2 separate regions of the Mus musculus genome follow, and region 1 is linked to region 2. Evidence: chromatin contacts called from public promoter capture Hi-C data. All regions are on one chromosome and are shown on one strand. The core of a region is the stretch at or near the end of the contact, and the rest is flanking DNA. Distances in the headings are between cores, read along the strand shown. Region 1 holds the start of Parp4 (poly (ADP-ribose) polymerase family, member 4). Region 2 holds the start of Dad1 (defender against cell death 1).

What was found. Capture Hi-C pulls out chosen DNA fragments and counts their contacts.
Region 1: a promoter capture Hi-C map of liver shows a contact between it and region 2, with 2.7 times the contacts expected there. The contact joins the promoter of Parp4 here to the promoter of Dad1 in region 2. A contact is called at or near these places in 4 of 39 promoter capture datasets (hippocampal neurons, liver and pre-B cells) and 2 of 9 other capture datasets (adipose tissue and liver).

The regions. Positions count from the first base shown.
Region 1 is chr14:56,574,125-56,577,577 of GRCm38.p6, reverse strand. It overlaps Parp4 (poly (ADP-ribose) polymerase family, member 4), which reads right to left and starts at 1,959. Exons shown (of 35, transcript NM_001145978.2): 1 at 1,848-1,959. It also overlaps a transcript of Cenpj not described here.
Region 2 is chr14:54,252,597-54,256,038 of GRCm38.p6, reverse strand. Dad1 (defender against cell death 1) reads left to right here and starts at 2,110. Exons shown (of 3, transcript NM_001113358.1): 1 at 2,110-2,407. The coding sequence starts at 2,197. It also overlaps a transcript of Abhd4 not described here.

The sequences.
Region 1 (3,453 bases), core at 710-3,209, 2.3 Mb before region 2:
TAAGAGAAACAGACATGGGAAAGGGAACGGCCAACTCACCCCTATTTCTGCATGACACGATGCAATCCTCAAAAGATCCTAAAGACCCCACCAGACACTATGTGTTGCTGGGTTTTAGTGAATTTGTTTGGTTTGCTTTACATTTTTTTTAGCCTTGGCTAGCCTAGAACTTGCTATGTAGACCAGGTTGGGCTCGATCTCAGAGTTCTTTCTCACCCGAGTCTTAGGCTTGAAGGTGTGTACCACTACACCTCACCGGCCTGGTATAATGTTGAGATCCAATCTGTACCTGCTGGCCTAGAGCTCACTGTGAAGCTCAGGTCTCAAACTCATGGTGATCCTCCTGTTGTAGCCTCCAGAGTGTTAGGATTACTGGGGTGTGCCCCCATGACTGGCTTCTACCAGAAAATCCTTAGACTTGAAAAACACTTTTAGAAAAGTAGCAGAAAAAAACCAACAAACAAAACATAGGCATCCTTTCACTGAACCAAATACAAACGTGTCAAAAAGACCTGAAGGGAAAAAAGTCATTTCCAATAGCTTTTAAATATCAAACTCGAGCCTGGTGGTGGTGGTGGTGGTGGTGGTGGTGGTGCACGCCTTTGGTTCCAGCACTCAGGAGGCAGAGGCAAGCTGATCTCTGAGCTTGAGGCCAGCCTGGTCTATAGAAAAAGTTCTTGAGCAGCCAGGACTATACAGAGAAGCCCTGTCTCGAAAAAACAAAACAAAACAAAAAACTGCACAGTGGAGAGAGAAGGCTGCCTCGCTAGGGAGTGAACACCCACGTTTCTTCCTTTCAGCGTGTCGTAGGGGAGCCCATCACAAGCCGTCTTCCTATTGGCTGCCCTGAGACAGATCCCAGCTTTGATCCTGTTGTTACTCTTCCTTACCTCATCTCACTGCTTACAGTCAAACATGAAAGTCAGGGCATGAACCCCTGACAGGAACGTGGAAGCCGGTGGTTCTCAATCTTGACCCCTTTGACAGTGGGTTTAAGACTATAGGAAACACAGATATTTTTACTTACTATTCATAACAGTAGCACAATTTAAGGAACTGACTGGATTAAAGGCTGTGATTGGCATGTAAAGTGAGTAGATTAATTAGTGGTCAAGGAAGAACGCAGTTTACTGGCTTGCTTTCTGTTTCTGCTCACCTCATACAATCCAGGACCACCTGCCCAGAAGCGGTGCCTACAGTGGGCTAAGCTCTCTTCCTTCAGTTAGCAATCAAGAAAATGCTCTGCAGACACACCCCAGAGGTCAATTTGACGGAGGCGATTTCTCAATTGAGGTTCATTTTTTTCCAGGTGCGTCAATTTAACAACCAAGAATAGCCATAGCACCGGAAGTACCTTTAGTAGGACAGAGGCATAAATCCAACCTAAGGACAAATCTACGTGGGGCGGATTTCCTGGCCTTCCCCTTTTTCATTAACATAAATTGTAACTGCCATAGGTAAGGCCTAGACAGACTAAGAATTTCTCTATTCCCAGTCTTGGCTAAAACTGCAAATTAACTCACCCCATCTTTTTTACTTATTTTTTGTCTTAATAGGACCCGGAGCTTAGTCAGATTCGGCTAAATTTCAACTCCAGACCTCAATGAGTTATTTTCTTCTACCAAAAGTTTCCTCAACTTTCAGAAAGTAAAGAAATGTTGCGTTCTGTTGCAGTTATTTTCCCAAAACAGCAGTGGGTCTGATGGCGCAGTCAACATTGACCTCCCCTCCCCTGGCACTCCCCTCCTAGGGCCGCTGACCCTGAGCCAGGCCTCAGAAGGTCAAGACCACCAGAGACTACCGGGGACCCTCGGGCTGTCAGACAGCCTCCTGGGGTACCCACGCACCTGCTCGGAGATCCCGCCTGGCCCTTCCTGGTGTCGGATGGTCCCCTCCTCCGTGCTCCGCAGCCAGCGTTCCAGCCTTGGTGCTTCCGCTCCAGGCGCAGCCGGGTTAGGTGGGGCGCGGCGGGGCGGGACCGTGGCTGCGGCTCCTGAACACCGGACCTACGCCCCTTAGAGGGATGTCCTGCGACTGTCCAGCTGGGGAGAAGGCGTGGCCTCAGCTTTCCAGATCAGCCTAGCGTTCAGGACTTTCACTTTCTTTTTCAGAGTGTAAATTGCCAGTAGGAGTAAACCCAAAATTCGAATCTGGGAGACTTGATGGATGGGGACTTTTGACAGAGAAATGATTACGGATTGGGGTTAAATAGGGTGCTGGAATCCCAGGGCAGGTAAGAAACAAATTTCCCAAAGGGGCATCAGAGAGAATTTAGGACTGAAGAGCTAGGTCATTGGTAGAAAGCTTGGCTAACATTTGTGGGCCCCTGGGTTCGATTTTCAGCAGCAACAGTGGAAGAAAATGAGAACTTCTGAGTTTGAAGCGCACAATAGCATCCATCACTAATTGGAGACGCTCAAACGATGGGTCTAGGGCTAGACAGCTCAGCTGGTTATTTGCTTCACATGTGTGGGCCCTGGGCGCTAGAATCAGAAATGTACTGAGTAGGGACTGATTTAGAAATAATTCCATTAATAATTTCAGAATATGATGAATGAAACGAGACTATAAGGTCTAGACTAGAGAATTGAATGTAAAAGGTGAATTTTGGTGACATGATTTATTGGGTGCTGTCCTCAGGTGCCAAATGATCTGGAACTTATTATGTGTACTAGGCTAGGTAGCCAGTGAGCACTAAGGATCTACCAGTCTCTTCCTCCCAGCACTGGGGTTACAAGCACATACCATTATGTGTGGCTTTATATGTATATTATATGGCTTTATATATAGTATATATAATATACTATATTTGTTTGCATGCATACACATATGTGTGCTTATGATTTCTCTTCTTCTTTGACATGACTGGGTATAGGACTCATGTCATCAGGCTTGTAGGGCAAATACTTTACCCACTGAGCCACCTAGCCAGCTTCCAGCTTTTTCCTTTTTAAAATGGTGGGGGGGTGTGTTACACTCCGGTCTTTATGCTTACCAGGCAAGCACTCTAGGGACTGAGCCACCTCCCCCTCCCTAGAAACGTCTTTACTGGACTGAGGATATGCTTCAGCAGGTTAAAGTGCTGTGTGAAGCCCTGGGTTCAGTCCCTAATACTGTATTAAAAACAGGGTTGGTGGTATATGTGTGTAGTCCCTACAGACTGGAGGTACAGACAGGAGGATCAGAAGTCAAAGATCTTTAGTGAGTTCTTAAAAAGCAAAGCAGAAAAGGAGACATTTTTACTGTACTACTAGTTTCTTGTCTTATTGCTCTGATAGAAGCAGCTTTTGGAAGGAGAGGGTGTGCTGGCTTACAGTCCTAGGGTGTACAGTCTTTCATGGCAGGGAAGGTCTGACTGCAGGAGCAGGAGGTGTCTGATCGCATCTTGCCCACAGTCAGAGGGTAATAAGTGAAATGATGAGTATTGTCTGCTTTCCCTTTAATTCCATTCAG
Region 2 (3,442 bases), core at 861-3,360:
CATGGGCTCTGGACTTTGCTGCTTAATGTTTGACATTATTTCATTTAACCCCAACGAAAACAGTGCTGTGATTCAGGTATTGTTATTTCCATGTCATGGAGATGGAAAATGAGACCATAGTGGCATATACCTGAAATTTCAGCACTCAGTAAGCAGAGGCAGGAGGATTGCAAATTTGAATCCATTCTGGGATACATAGTAATTTCCAGGCGAGGCTACATAAAGAAACCTTGTCAAAAAGAACACAAAGAAGGAAAGCAAGAATTAAATGTTAAGTGATCAGTCTCAAGTTAAGTAATTAGTAGTATGTAGAATCAAAGTTTAACACCCTCTTTGTCTGACTCTGGAACTTGAACTTTTATCTACTATCCCTCTGCACATGAGCTTTTTACACATAGTAATGTTCTGACTCACACTACTCAAAACCAATGACCGTATGAATCCCTATTGAGAGTTTAGTTATGTTCATATACTGAACACAAAACAAAACTTTTCCGTATTGTTAATTCAGGTAGCTGAGAAAATCTGGAGTTCAGAATGGCTTTGTCTTAGAATGAGTATGCTTGTCTCAATAAGTGATGTCTTGCATTGATTCTGTCTTCCTAGGGAACTCCTATGAAGATGTTAATGACAAAGATCAAAGGCTAAGACACTTCTGGAAGGTGCTGGGATGATGGCACAGGAACTTCTGGAAGAATTCATTACTGGATAATTAGAAACAGCCAGTTAGCCCATTTGGCCTTAAGTTGACGACCAGAGGAATCTGTTCTACTTGTGCTGAGACAGGGAGAAGGGTTCAATTGCAGATGCATTTCATATTATGTGGAGTAGGAACCCGTCTGGTTATCCTTCCACATCCCACCCACTCTACAGTAACACAAGAGCACAGAGGCTACATTTCTAGGAGTGCAAACTTCTCTCTTGTGAATATGGATTTACCTCTTTTAACAGACTAAGGCTTTCCAAAGACACGAGTGATTCACTGGAACCTGGGCAGGGCTATTTACGTCTTATTGGATTGTGGCGCTAAGTGTTTCCGGGCTAAATACAGATAACAAGCGACAGTAGTTCAGTTGCGGGTTTAGAAATGCTGCTCAACTAGTTAGGCAGGGCAGTTGGAAGTGTCTTAAACGCTGAAATGAAGTACCGGATTCTATGCGGGTAGACTTTTTAACTGAAAGATGAGATACTAGGTTTAGAAGGTCGGGTTATTGTGAACTTGTAATGGCAGTGCAAACCAGAAGGCAGAACTTAAGTTTTCTTCAGCTAAAACGCTAAAAAGCAGTTAATTGTACTTGTTAAAACCTCAAACTTTCAATTCTTTTTCTATAAAATGATTCAGAGGATCAGGTTGAAACAAATATGCTCTTTGGAGCCATTCAAGGAATATTATAACAATACCTGTTGTACAATGTCAGTTTGCTGCTGATCCTGACCCTTCACTCTACGCACAAGTGACTATCTCTCTTTTTAGACAGTGACTGATTAACCTAAAAATTCCTACAATATAACTACAGCTATTGGACCTCCTTGGTACTCAACGAGCGTTTGTTGAATGAATGAATACCTGCTGGCTTAGGTTCTTCGTGGGGCCCAGATTCAGCCTTCCAGTTCAGGATCCTGTAGAGGTCAACCCTCTCCCGCCAGTGTAAACCGGCGCTTGGCCCGTATAAGCATAGTTCTCACTGCGGAGGAACTTGACCTGCTCTAATGATCGGTCATAGGCATCTGAAGATAGAGCTTTTAAGAGAATTAGGGCCAGGCAGGTTAAGTCCCTGGACCGCCAGCTTGGTCTCTAAGCAGATTCCCAAGCTAGACCACTGAGGGGGATCAAAGAGAGCCGGAACTCTCTGGGAAGCGTCTCTGTCCGCTGTTAAACCTCTCCCCTTGTTCCGGTCACAAATCTCGTCGCCAGAGCAACAGAGGGCGTCAACAAACGCAGGGCGGAAATAAGGCTATAGTACACGTCTCCAGAGGGGGAGATAGGCCCTGCGCAGGAGCATTAATTTATTTCCGTTTGTAGTTCTCAGTCTGGGTATGCAGCCTGTGTCTGCGCATTAATTGTGACGCACCAAGGCTGGCCTTTACGCCGGAGCCAATTGGCCCGCCGGTGTGGGCGTGGCTAGGGCCCGCTAACGCGCACGCGCGAGCCACATCGTCTGTGGTCGTCCGGTATCCGAAGTCCCCGTGTTCGTCATGTCGGCGTCTGTGGTGTCCGTCATCTCCCGGTTCCTGGAGGAGTACTTGAGCTCCACTCCGCAGCGGCTGAAGTTGCTGGACGCCTATCTCCTTTATATACTGCTGACCGGGGCGCTGCAGTTCGGCTACTGTCTCCTCGTGGGCACCTTCCCCTTCAACTCTTTCCTCTCTGGCTTCATCTCTTGTGTGGGCAGCTTCATCCTAGCGGGTAATGATTCTGTATCCTGGTCATAATGTCCCACTTTGGCGCGCAGCTTCGTCCTCACGGTACCCTTTGGTAGTTTGTAGAAGGCCGTCGTCTGTGAAGTCACGCTTACTTCTTGGGATCCAGGAAGCAGGCTCAGAAATGTCACGTTTCTAATGCCTAACAGGAGTTGAAACTGAATATGTAAAGAAATAGTCTTCTGGTGTTCGTCGCAATTAATACTTCTCTAAGGAAAAATATCCTACCTTGATGAAACTTTAACACAAATTTAAAGTTGGTAGAGCTTTAAATTAAAATGCCAAGCTGAGACATTTCTATCACTTTGGCCTAATCCCTACTTCATCTAGGAGAAGACTTTGGTGATAGTATAGGAATATAAATATTAGTGACTGCTTGTGAGGAGGCAACCCAATTGATGCTGGCTTTTTAGTTGCCCCTACTTATTTCTGTGCATAATTTATGTGCTTTTTCTCTTTACCCTCAACTCAATTTTTATTCACACAATTGTGTATTAGCTCTTCTTTCTTCTACACATTTAATAACCTTACAGACTTCCAGGTTTAATGAGGATTGCCGCCATGGATTTCATCTGAAGTCTGACTTTTCTTGCCCCATGGAACTGAGAGAATACTGGGAACAGGTTTGGCTTAGGAATGTTACTACCAAATGTATCATGGTCAGTCAGCAGTGTTTTGGGGGTTTATTAGCAATTGTTTTCCTCAGTGAATTACAGCTGGTTTGGGCAGAGACAAAATATAGCATTGGACTTGTCTGGAGACTTGATTTAGTGTCTTAACATAAACCTCACGTCACATGTACACATTCACATTGCTAGGTCAGGCCCACTGGGAACAATTTTACTTTTCAGAACTTAAATAGGCCCCAGCCGACTTGTGCCCCAGTCAGAGCTAGAGCTGCAAAGTCAGCTTATTCAGTGGTCATCATAGTGTCTTTGGTTTTTGGTCCAGTTTCTGGAGGCTACACCCTAACCATCAGGATATGTTAGCACCATTAGCCAGGTCTGACAAACCTCTCTAC